2 separate regions of the Astyanax mexicanus genome follow, and region 1 is linked to region 2. Evidence: chromatin contacts called from public Hi-C data. All regions are on one chromosome and are shown on one strand. Each heading gives the region's core, a stretch centred on a gene start, on an enhancer-like site or on the middle of the called end of the contact. The rest is flanking DNA. Distances are from core to core; before and after follow the strand shown.

The links. Hi-C and Micro-C count contacts between places; a contact is called where the count stands out from the background.
Region 1: a Hi-C map of blood shows a contact between it and region 2, with 3 times the contacts expected there. The contact joins two enhancer-like sites. A contact is called at or near these places in 3 of 3 Hi-C or Micro-C datasets (blood and muscle).

Annotation. Positions count from the first base shown.
Region 1 is chr25:26,380,003-26,386,383 of AstMex3_surface, forward strand. No RefSeq gene overlaps it. Among protein-coding and RNA genes, the nearest start is that of ndrg2, 6.2 kb to the left of the region's middle. Within about 2 kb of position 1,314, the one cell type or tissue checked has an H3K27ac peak away from gene starts, as active enhancers do.
Region 2 is chr25:26,343,479-26,350,122 of AstMex3_surface, forward strand. It overlaps ndrg2 (NDRG family member 2), which reads right to left. Exons shown (of 16, transcript XM_049472136.1): 2 at 5,104-5,197; 3 at 3,113-3,154; 4 at 2,911-3,016; 5 at 2,133-2,253; 6 at 1,232-1,294; 7 at 1,040-1,100; 8 at 271-357. The coding sequence starts at 5,178. Among protein-coding and RNA genes, the nearest start is that of LOC125787642, 13 kb to the left of the region's middle. Within about 2 kb of position 4,328, the one cell type or tissue checked has an H3K27ac peak away from gene starts, as active enhancers do.

The sequences.
Region 1 (6,381 bases), core at 64-2,563, 34 kb after region 2:
TGTAGGAAAGTGTTAATGAGGGAAAGCTCCAGATTAATGGGTTAACGCAGAGCAAATAAAGACAAGGCCCAGTTTTTCAGAGGTTATCATCAAAACTTCAGCAAGGCCTCAGAAGAACAAACACAGAAACCACCACTACAAAACCACTGGTGTTACTGGAACTGGAGATGTGGTTAGAGTGGGAGAGGAGCTGGAGCGAGAGACACTGGTGGAACAGAAGTTTAAGTTTGGGGTTAAGTTCAGGTTTGAGGTGTTTTTTTTCTGTACTTCTGTGTATTATTAGTTAAATCTAACCAAAAGTCACTTTACAACCTAAACATGTTACTCCTCATTACATTTACTGTTATTAGAAAAATATATGTGTGCAATGTCTGAATTGTATATACATATATAATACAAAAATTGATCAGTTATCACTTAATATTTAAAATAATATAACAACAGATTTGATGATTATTATTTTTTTATTATAACTTAAATAAAACTCAGTAGCATTGGTCCCAATTTTTGTCTACTAAAAGCACTTCTTATGATAGGGTCATTTTATTAAAAGAACGTAATTTTACGTTGCGTGTAAAGGGGTTACATACATGATGAAGTTGTTACTTAAAACAAAAAAAGTTGTTCTATTTTATCACTCTTTAAATATACCGATACATATAACCACTACTATTGTTATATGTCATTAATAGCAATTATTGTTAAAATATGCACAGAAAATGTGCAATATATTTTTAAAACCAGTATATATTTAAAAAAAAAAAAAGGATGACACAGGGTGAGATTGAGACGTCTTGTGAAATTCATAAATCTTTCACCTCTGTTTCTGCCAGACTCATTCATATTCCATATTTCATATCCTCCCATCAGAAATCGTGACTGAGGGACCAGAGAGAGAGAAAGAGAGGGAGAGAGAGATAGAGAGAGAGAGAGAGAGAGAGAGAGAGAGAGAGAGAGAGAGAGAGGGACAGAGAGAGAGAGCTGAGACAGGGTTGACTACATCTATGTAACAGTGCTGATGTCATGCTAACTGCTGCACTACAAAGTAGGTCAGCCACCATCGTGACGTCACTCCCAGCGGAGCCCCTCGCCAGCCAATCACGAGCCCTCAGTGGAAAACAGACGGACACGCCCACCCTGGCCGCCCCCCTCCCTCACTGAGCACTGCAGCTGTCTGCACTCTCACACACACACACACTCTCTTACACACACACACTCTCTCACACACTCTTACACACACACACACACACTCTCTCTAAACTGTCCTCCCACTAGACCACACCAAAACACACTCCAAAACTGCGGCTTCCTCCCCTCCGAAACCACCCAGCCCATTACAGCAGCAGACCGTGTAAAACCACACGCACTGCACAGCCCGTCCCGTGAATTATGGCCATGAGCAAGACTGTCCAGCAGTATGTGGACACCTGCTGTTCCATGCTTCATGGTGGTTTCTCAGTAATAGATTAAGGCTACTGAGATTAATAGTGTGTATTGGCCTCAATTGTGCTCTCTCTCTATCTCTGACTCTGGCTGCTGATGGCGGAATAATCAGAATAATCCAGTATTCAACATAGGTGGTTGCCAAGGTGTTGCTATGGTTTGCGATGGATGCTATGTTCTGGCTTGATGGTCGCAAAGGTGCTTGGCAGTTGCTACAGTGTTGCAAAGATATTATATAGCAGAATTTCATATATATTCAAATTATATTTCATAATGTCCTTCTGGGATCAATAAAGTACCTACCTACCGAACTACCTACCTACGCATCTACCCACCTACCTACATATTGGCCTCAATTGTGTTCTCTCTCGGACTCCGGCTGCTGAGATTAAGGCTACCTGAGATTAATAATGGGTTTTGGCCTCAATGCTGCTCTCTCTCTCTCTCTCTCTGACTCTGGCTGCTGATGGCAAAGCAGAATAATCTGGTAGTCAACATACTGTAGGTGGTTGCCAAGCTGTTGCTATGGTATGCGTTGGATACTATGCTGGGCTTGATGGTTGCTAAGGTGCTTGGCAGTTGCTACAGTGTTGCTATGGTACAGGTGCTGTTTGCTAAGGTATTATATAGCAGAATTTCATATATATTCAAATTATATTTCATAATGTACTTCTGGGATCAATAAAGTGCCTACCTACCTACGTACCTACCTGTGTATTGGCCTTAATTGTGTTTTTTCTCGGACTCTGGCTGCTGAGATTAAGTCTACTAAGATTAATAGTGTGTATTGGCCTCAAATGTGCTCTCTCTATCTCTCTCTGACTCCGGCTGCTGGTGGCAGAATAATCCGAATAATCCGGTATTCAACATAGGTGGTTGCCAAGGTGTTGCTATGGTTTGCGTTGAATGCTATGTCGTGGCTTGATGGTCGCTAAGGTGCTTGGCAGTTGCAGTAGAGGAGCTGTTTGCTAAGTTATATATATTAGTGACATCTTCTGTTGTAGATGTGACTTCCTGTTGTAAAATGATGTTTTCCAGATGTTTTAGATGATAAGGGTAATGCGTTACGGTAATATATATATCTCTGAAGGATTTTAATAAATATATTTCATGGTAAAGTTTATAGTTAGAGAGTGGGGATTGGGGTAATAAATGCTATTTTTAAGTGTTCTACGTAGTTTATATTAATGTTTTTAATTACATATCTTATTTTTGTAATTAGTAAATTATATTTTATTTAAAGATATATTTTGCTATAATAAAGAAAGTGAGGTGTTTGTGAAGACTGCAGCTGGATGATCTTGTATGGCGGGATGTTCACGGGTGATTACACCTCCTTTGGATCTAATGAGGGAAAGAAAAACAGGGCATTGTGTGACCTCAACAATAGCGAAAGCGAGAAAGTGAGAAAGCGAGAGAGAGAGTAAAAGAGAGAGAGAGAGGGGGATGAATGAGAGGATGTGTGTATATATGAAGAACAGAAAAACAGAGCGAGGCCTGGAGAGAGAGATCTGGTTTCTCCTCAGGAGAGCTCTAATCCCTCCTCTGTTTCCTCCCTTCATTTTCTCTCCCTCTCTTTCTGCTTCCAGATCTTTCTCTCCACCTTTTCAGAGCCCCAGCCTCTTCTCTCCCTCGCTCCCTCGCTCGTAAAGAGCCACTGGGACGGAAGGCCTGAATGGAAACTGCAACTCATTCTCCTCTGGAGTGTCTTTCTCTCTTTTTATTTATTTTTTTTCTCTTATGAACACTCCATCAACCCTTCATACAACAATGATGCAATATTCTGGAGTGAATTTCTGGAGTTTTGCTTGTTTATCTTGCAACAGAAAACACAGGAGCTCCACTGACTGATTTAAACCCTGACAGCAATTAACAGTCAGACGTTCATTGCTATCTTGGCAATGCAGCAGCACAAACCCAACTTTTACATCAACAATAAACAGAATAGTAAATAAAATACTATGTACTTTTGTACTTTTCCCGACGTTACGATAGCAAAGACACACAAGCCGTACGGTTATCAACTCGTTGATAGATCTTGCTTAGATGACAGATTTGCACATCTGCTGGATGCTGCTGAATAAACACATTCTCAAAAAGAAAACAGACAGGTATTTCAGCACTCCTCCCCCATCCCTCCATCAACCCCCCCAAAGGACCCAGACTCTCAATAAATCACCCCCAGGCTGTACAGTGCCTGTCTCCCTCTCTCTTACTGTCTGCCTCTCTCACTGTCTCTCTCATCTCTTTTGCTCTCTCTATCTCACTGTCTCTCTCTTTCTCTCTCACACTCTCTTTTACTCTCCTTCTGTCTCGCACTTCCTCTCTCTCTCCCTTTTGCTGTCTCTTTCCCTCTTACTGTCTGCCTCTCTCACTGTCTCCCTCTCACTGTCACTGTCTCTCTCTTTCACTCTTTCACTATCACTTTTCCTGTCTTTCTCTCTCTCCATCACTGTCTATTTTCTTTCGCTGTCTCTCTCTCACTGTCTCTCTTTCACACTGTCTCTCTCTCTCTCCCTCCCTATCTTGCTCTCCCTCTCACCATCTCTCTCCCTTTCGCTGTCTCACTCTCACTCTTTTTCTAGCTCGCAATGTCTGTCTCTCTCTCATTGTTTGTTCTTTTTGTCTCTCTTTTCCTCTCACTATCTCTGTCCCTCACATTGTCTCTCTGTATCTCTCTCACACTGTCTCTCCCTCTCTCACTGTCTCTCAATCTCAATTTAAAGTAGCTTAATTGGTATGAATTGCAATTAACAACTTTTGCCAAAGCAATGAAACAAGAAGTTAATATACAAAAGGTAAAAAAAATAAACAATACATATAAAAATATATATATTAACATATCACCTCTCTGTATCTCTCTCTCTGTATCTCTCTCTCACTCCCCTCTTTCTTACTGTCTCTCTCCCTCTTATCCTTTTGCTGTCTCTTATCCTCTTACAGTCTGTCTTTTACTGTCTTTCTCTCTCTCTCTCTCTCTCTCTCTCTCTCTCTCTCTCACCGGGTTGTTTTGTTGGTTCTCTTTGTCTCAGGCTCATGACCTCTTTGGCCGTCTCTTCTTCAGTCCATTTTTATCTCCGTCACTCTTTTATTCTCTCTGTTCTGTTCTTGGCTCTCGGTTCACATTTCTCTCTTCACTTCCCTCCACTGTCCAGAAGATTCCCCCTGTTCAGCTCTGATTACAACATGATTATTTCACTTATATCCAGTTTTATTTGTTAGAATCGAATATACTGATCAGGTAATGGACCAGTATTTATTGTTTTACTTCATGTTTATAGTAGTTTTATAGGCCTTTAATGAGAAAATATTCTAAATTAAATTAGGTACCAAATAATTCTCATATGCTGGCAAAAAAACAAAGCAATTTAGATGGCATTTGGCACTAAAAACTAAAACAGTTACCATATAATTCACAATAGTTTACCCTACCTTAGAGCTTAAGGGTTTAAATCAGCAGTTAACTCTACTTGAAGCTTCCATATGCAATTAAATGCTTAAAAAAATGGAAAAACCAACATAACTCTGATAGAGCTGCTCATCTGCTGGCAAGACAGGCAAAGCAATCCAGATGGCATCTGAAGAGGGCATTGATTTGATTCTAGTTATTTTTTATATATCAGTGTTTTTTTTTACCTTTAAATAAACCATTCTTTTGAACTTTTCCCTTTTGCACTTTTCTATAACCTCACTAGGAAATAAATAGATCCCTGCGGGAAGCCACCAAATATTAGAAACTAAACCAGGCACCAAATAATTCACAATAGTTTATAATTTAAAGCAAAGTTCACTATGCGAGACGGCATTAAAAACAGCAGTTCAGGGGAACTGTGGAAGTCGAGCCAATGTCTGGAAGTCAAGAAAACTATGGTAGAATGACTCATATGCTGTCAAGAAAGGCAAAGCAATGTTTGAGGCCATAATAAAATCACATAGGTCCATTTCACAGCAAACTCTGGAGGCCAAGAAACTAAATCTAAAAGCAACTGTTTCTAAATCAGAAATAAATCTCAACATCCACCAAGAACTACTTGTGAACATCACAGAAGATGTGTGGGTAGATCTTACAGATGCTGTCCGGCAAAACCTCCCAAAAATATCTCACAGATACGAGCGATTCTCAGGAAGAGTGGGTGGAAAAAGTCCTGAAACAAGAACAGAAAGGCTATCTGGCTGATAAACGTAGTTCTGGCTGTGATATCTGCTGGAATAGAGCGAGTTAAGTGAGTAGAGTGCGTGCAAATGATCGTGCCAAAAGTCACGGGATGGTAAGGTCGATTGGCAAGAGCTACTTACGTCTAGAACACATACTGTACAAATCAGCACATTATATCCCACTCTGTTGTCTTTGCACAATTATGTTTAGTATATATTTCATACTATTTACTATATACTATATGAGTCAAACCAAGATCTGGAAGCCAAGAAACTGAAGAGTATAAAGGACAAAAATAAAAAGAGAAAAATGTTTTAAAACTAAAAATGATGAGTTTCTTTGATTTTACCAAATTGAAAACCTGGAATATAATCAAGAGGAAGATGGATGATCACAAGCCATTGATTATTTCTGAACTTTTAAAACTACTTTATGAATATGAACTTGTTTTCTTTGTATTATGTGAGGTTATGTGAGGTCTTTTGCTATTTTTTCTGCAAATGCTATGCAAATGCTCTAAATAACAATATTTTTATTTGTAATTTGGGAGAAATGTTGTCTGTAGTTTATAGAATAAAACAACAATGTTCATTTTACTCAAACATAAACCTATAAATAGCAAATTTCACAAGATTTTGCGAGATGGCATTAAAAACAGCAGTTCAGGGGAACTGTGTAAGTCAAGTCAAGACAAAGTCTAGATCTTTTGATCGGTAGTGTGTGTATATATTTTATATATATTTATATATTATATATTTCAGCTGAAATCCTTCTATCTTGTC
Region 2 (6,644 bases), core at 3,078-5,577:
CTGAGGTATTTGTATGATTAAAATAGATTATGATTAGAACATTACTACTGAAGTAAATGAATGATTAGAATAGCACTGCTAAGGTAAATGTTTGATTAGAATAGCATTGCTAAGGTAAATGTTTGATTAGAATAGCATTGCTGAGGTAAATGTATTTGATTAGAATAGCACTGCTAATGTAAATTTATGATTAGAATAGTACTGCTGAGGTAAACATATGCCAAGAATAGCTTTAATGAGGTGAATTTATAATTAGAACTACACTTTTACCTTTTGGGCGGCCCAGTCCATCCAGCCACGAGCGTTCGGATCAATGTTGACCAGAACCAGACCTTCCACAGAGTCCGGATTACTCAGCTAAAAAGAGAGAAAAAATACTGAATTAACCATTTTTACAAAGAATATAAAAAATATAGAAAATAATAAGACTTACAGGACCAGTCAATTCAATAGAACACAAAAGGAATCATGTAGTAACTTAAAAAGTGTTAAAAAAAAATACTTTTAGTTTCTGAGGCTGGTAACTCTGATGAACTTATATCCTGTACAACAGAGGAAACTCTCGCTCTTCTATCCTTTCCTAGGGTTAGTCCTGATGAGTGCCAGTTCCAGCATTATAACATTATAAGTCTTTTTTTTGGACTGACGGATTTAATTTCTTCTTTAAGTATATACATTTTTTAAATCTTAAATTCTTAAAACTCATTTTTATTCTCATATTTTATGCTTTTAAGCCAAAATGAGATTTGATCTTTAATATGCTAATTTTAATATTTGTTTTATTAATTATTTTTTATTTTATTTTATTTCTACCTTGTCTTACTGTTTTAGTGTTTGTTTTACAAAGTAATTTTTTCAAGTAATTAACTCTTGATGAGTTCAGCACAGCTGTTAACTGAAAGCCTGAATTCCAGGTGACTCTACCTCATAAAACGGACTGAGAAAACAATCTCAATTTAGTATTAATCTACAATACAGAACATTTTAAAATAATAGTAAAAAAACACTAAAATTACATAAAAATTATCAATTAGTTTACCGTGAACCGTGAGAGGATGTAAGCTCCTGCTCCGACTCCAACTCCAATCACAGAACGGAAACTGTACCACAGGAGAAATAAATAAAGCAGAAACACAGTTAAAAAAATTTGTTTTTTTGTGCATTGTTTTAAAAAACAGAAATAAATCAATAAAAAAATTGAACTGAGTCCTGACTGAGGGGAGGAACTCACTTGAAGTACTGCAGAACCGCAGGAATCATCTCTGCAAGCTGATCCATGGAGGCGTACTGATACCTGAAACAGACCAACGACATGCTAACTGTTATTTTGACATGTTATCACTGTATTTTTTACATTATAAGGCGCACTATCAATGAATGTCTATTTTATGGTGTATTTTCATACGTAATACACATCAGATTATAACAAACATTTAAAGAGGCACTATTCGGATCTTCTAATTCTTAGCAGGACTCGCCGCTGGGTAGTGTTTTGGGGGAGTAGCTAACTAAGTAAATTAAAGCTAAGCTAAGTAAACAAAACTGTCATTTTTAAAAATGGATGTTAATCTACACGGATTTTTCTCCTGAAAAGCTTCCATCTTTTACAGTAAGCTTAGATTCCTGAATTTCTCCAGCACTAAAGCTGGAGCATTAGCATTAGCAGCTAACCGCTAGCACCTGACAGCGCTACTCTGAGGAACCCTGAGTGTTCCCGTAAGCCAGAGGGATATAAGCTAGTGGTTCATCCCACGTAGCTTGTTTTAACACGGTACATGCACAGACACTAGTCCGATATACTCACCTCTGAACAGAAGAGAAAAAGCTAGCGCTTAGCGTGGTTACTGACTGATGCTAATACTGCTCCAGCAGTGCTAGCCAGGGTTAGCAGCAGGCTACAGTCTGATATACTCACCTCTCAAGAGCAAAATAGCTAGTGCTTAGTGTGGTTTGCGATTAATGCTAATGCTGCTCCAGCAGTGCTAGCCAGGATTAGGGGCAGGCTACAGTTTGATAATAATCATCTCTGAATGACGAAAAAGCTAGCGCACCTAGAAGCTAATGCTAAAACTACACCAGTCTCAGTGCTGGAAAACTAAACTGAAACTCCTGTATAACTCTGTAATTCATACCCTGCAGGGTAGGGGGCAGCGCCGTCCTCCTGTCCTGGAGCGTCCACGTGAACCACAGTGAAGTTCTTCACTATCTCCTGCATCTCCTCAAACTTGAAGAAAGTGGAGAAGCAACTCTTACCTTAGAGAGAGAAACAAGCAAATTTAGACAAAAATTAAAATGTAAATTAATGCTTAAGGAAGACTGTAGACTAGATTAGAAGAGTTGCAGTGCTGACGTAAATTCATGGCTAGAACAGCACTGTAGAAGTAAATGTATGATTAGAACATAATTACTGAAGTATATGTATGATTAGAAAAGCACTGCTGAGATAAATGTACAATAAGAAATGCAATACTGAGGTACATGTATGGTTAGAACAGCACTCCTGAAGTAAATGTATAATTCAAATAGGTCTGCTCAGGTCCATTTATGATTAGAATAACACTGCTGAAGTAAATGCATGAATAGAATAGCACTACTGAGGTAAATGTGTTTGCGTTTTTTACGTTTTTGGCTTGAATATTAAATATGTGTTAAATAAATATTTTAAAATATTATTCAATGATAAAAAAGGCAAAATATTCATTATTCTGCCAAACATGCTTTTCCATATGCCAGCGTACATTTACACAATTGATTTAACAATTTAATTTACACAATTTAAAGCAAACCGCTCAGTATTCTGACAAATGTTTAATTTTCCTTAGTTTCTATTTTAAATACCAGCATAAATTAACGTTTTTCAGTTATATAGACGTGTTGTATATGTATGTTTTATATATGTGTATAACGTACTCTCCATTCCTAGATCGTGGAAGGTGAGAATAGCAGGTCGCCGGGTGTTTCCTGTGCCATGCAGCGTCACATGCAGCAAACCGTGTGGAGTCTCAATACTGTGCTCCTGTAAAACACATTATAAATATATAGCATTATAAACATACACAGCAAAGAGCTGATCATTTTACATCCCATCAACCTTGTTTAGAGAGTATCTCACCTGTCCCTGATCCAGCAGTATTCTGGCTGCAATCTCAGCCTCCTGTAAAGAGAGAGAAACACAACAAAATATAAACATATAAAAATGCACAGTTACATATTTACCATATAAAAATTAGTATAAATGTGATGTTTTTGTGGTAGTTTTAGTGCTATTTTAACATATGGTCATCCATTCCATCGAATAGGTGCCATTTGATTGTTGTAACTCTTCCAAATTAAACATATTTTTTAATATATTTTTTCAACTCTGAATCTAATAACACATATATTTGAGTAAAAACTGTTATTTTTATATATTTACATCAATACTGTGTTTTTAACAATTGATTCAGTACGGTAAACCATTGTCTGTCTTGCGATGTTCTGATATATTTATAAATATCGTTCATTGCTATTATTTTTCTGAAAATATATCGTCCAAATATATACAGCTCTGGGAAAAAACAGAGAGCTCAGTTTCTGAATCAGTTTCTCTGATGTTGCTATTTATAGGTTTATGTTTGAGTAAAATGAACATTGTTGTTTTATTCTATAAACTACAGACAACATTTCTCCCAAATTCCAAATAAAAATATTCTCATTTAGAGCATTTATTTACAGAAAATGAGAAATGACTGAAATAAGGAAAAAAGATGCAGAGCATATTCATATTCATGAAGTAGTTTTAAGAGTTCAGAAATCAATATTTGGTGGAATAACCCTGTTTTTTAATCACAGTTTTTTTATCCACCAGTCTTACACACTGCTTTTGGATAACTTTATGCTGCTTTACTCCTGGTGCAAAAATTCAAGCAGTTCAGTTTGGTGGTTTGATGGCTTGTGATCATCCATCTTCCTCTTGATTATATTCCAGAGGTTTTTAATATGGTGAAATCAAGGAAACTCATCATTTTAAGTGGTTTCTTAATTTTTTCCGGAGTAGTATATTTATGAAAGTAAATTATACACAGTAATTTGTTATATAAAGCTGATTTCATTTATATGAGTGAGTGCACTGAAGTGATAAGTCTCAGAATCTCCAGCAGGGGGCTCCAGGAGCTCTCAGGAGATGAACCAGGTCTAAATCTATATTTCCACATACAGGAATCCTTAATTCAGCTGAATTTAAAACATAGGAAGCTAAATATATGGCAGCTGTGCCCCCGGCACCAGAGCCCATCACCAATAAGATCAGCGAGCCCTCAGATGATGGGAGGAGAGCGGAGCTCCACGTGACGCCGGGCGGAGGAGAGATGACGAACAAAAGCTCTGATGGCAGTATCGGCCGTGACGTAGAAATCCCCCGGCTAAAAACAGCCTGGCTTATTTCTGCTTCCATTAGTGTGGAAATAAAGATCTGTGGACTCTGAGCTTCTCTCTGATTCAGAGCAGCAGATAAACGCTGAGTTTAATATTCAGCAGATCTGCACTATTTAAACATCTCAACCCCTCTAAAGAGAGAGAGAAGACTTTAAACACTGCATATCTGACTGAGTAACTGATGGACAGATGAGCAGATAGATGGATGGACAGATGGAGAAGTACACAGACAGAAAGAAAGAAAGAAAGAAAGACAGAGAAAGAAGACAACACAGACGGATAGATGTATATATATATATGTAAGCAGATAAACAGATGGCTGAAGGGCAGACAGACTGACAGAGAGAGAAACCGATCAATAGATGGAGGGAAGGATGGATGAACAGATAACTGAATGGATTGATGGATGGGCAAACAGACAGATAGATGAACATATATATATATATATATATATATATATTCCCGGAAGAACAGTCTGCAGTACGTATAACCTCACAACCTGTTACTGTATCAGAACGAGTGTTTCAGTATATATAGTGTGTGTGTATGGTGTGTGTGTGTGTGTGTGTGAGTGTGTGTGTGAGTATGTATAGTGTGTATAGTGTGTGTGTGTGTGTGTGTGTGTGTGTGTGTGTGTGTGTGTGTGTGTGTGTGTGAGTGTGTATAGTGTGTATAGTGTGTGTGTCTGACCTTCACAGCGTCTGGTTGGCCGGTGAGTAAAGGCTTGTCCTCCGTGATGGCGATCTCCTGCATTGCGGTCGTCATGACGATTCCTTCCTGTTTCCTACAGGAAAACACAGAACATACATATATATTTAATATATAATCACCTTACTAACACACACACACACATATATATAGATACAAGCTTCTCTAAAGTCCATGGGGACCTGAGAGACTCTACAGGGGTTTAATCAGCATTTTAATTAGAATCTGCAGAAAGAAGTAATTAGCATTGAAAGAGAAGAGAGAGAGAGAGAGACAGAAAGAGAGAGTGAGTGATAATATTGTTCCTCCCTGCAGTGGGTTTATTATTCATGTAGTGACCTTTCTTATCTGACCATCTCACAGCACGCCCCATTTAACACTGTGTTAACTGGTCATGTGTATATATATATATATATATATATATATATATATATATATATATATATACATACATATATATACACATGGTGGAGTAACCCTGCTGGGTTTTTAATCACAGTTTTAATTTCATGCATCTTGGCATCATGTTCTCCTCCACCAGTCTTACACACTGCTTTTGGATAACTTTATGCTGCTTTACTCCTGGTGCAGAAATTCCAGAGCTGTATATAAATAATCATGAGCGTGTTTTATAATCTTACTACTTTTAGGTTTTAAAATGTATGTAGATTAGTTGTCTGTTTTAAAATAATTGTGTTTGTTTAAGTGTCTGTGTGTGTGTGTGTGTGTGTTGGGAGGCTGCCTCAGGGAGCCTCTGTCTCTCCATCTCAAACGGGAACGATTAGTCATCACAGCATCTCTCTCTCTCTCTCTCTACTTCTCTCTTTTATTCCCCCCTCTCTCTTTCTACATCTCTCTACTTCTCTCTTCATCCCTCTCTCTCTCCCTCTCTCTGTCTATCTCCATCTCTCTCTACCTGTCTTCCTCTCTCTCTTTCCCTCTACCTCCCTATATCCCTCTCTCTAACTCCCTCTTTCTCGCCTGTTTATTTCTCTCCATCTCTACCTCTACTTCACTCTCTTATCCTCCTTCTCTCTCTCCACCTCATTTTCTCCCTCCCTCTCTCTGTCTGTCTATCTATCTCCACCTCTCTCTCTACCTCTGTCTTCCTTCCTCTCTCCCTCTCTATCTCCATCTCTCTCTATTTCTCTCTCTACCTCTCTTCTTCTCTATCTATCTCTCTCTCTACCTCTCTATCTCTGTCTTCTTCTCTCTCCCTCTACCCCGCTGGTTTGCAGTGAGTATAAATCTGTCAGATTTCTGCAGAGTCACCAGGACGTGTGCTCAGGTGTGTTCAGGTGTGCTCTGCTGCAGCTGTGTGAGGGGAGTGGCCAGCAGGTGGAGCTGAGAACACACTCAGGTGGAGCTGAGCGGATCATCAGTACAGATTCAGCGGGGAACGGGTCTGAGCTGAACTCGATTTAATCCATCTCTCATACCGCGCTTTCACACTGACAGAAAAACAATCATTTCCTACGGAAGTGCACAACTGAGTTGCGATTTAGTCAACTTTATATAAATGA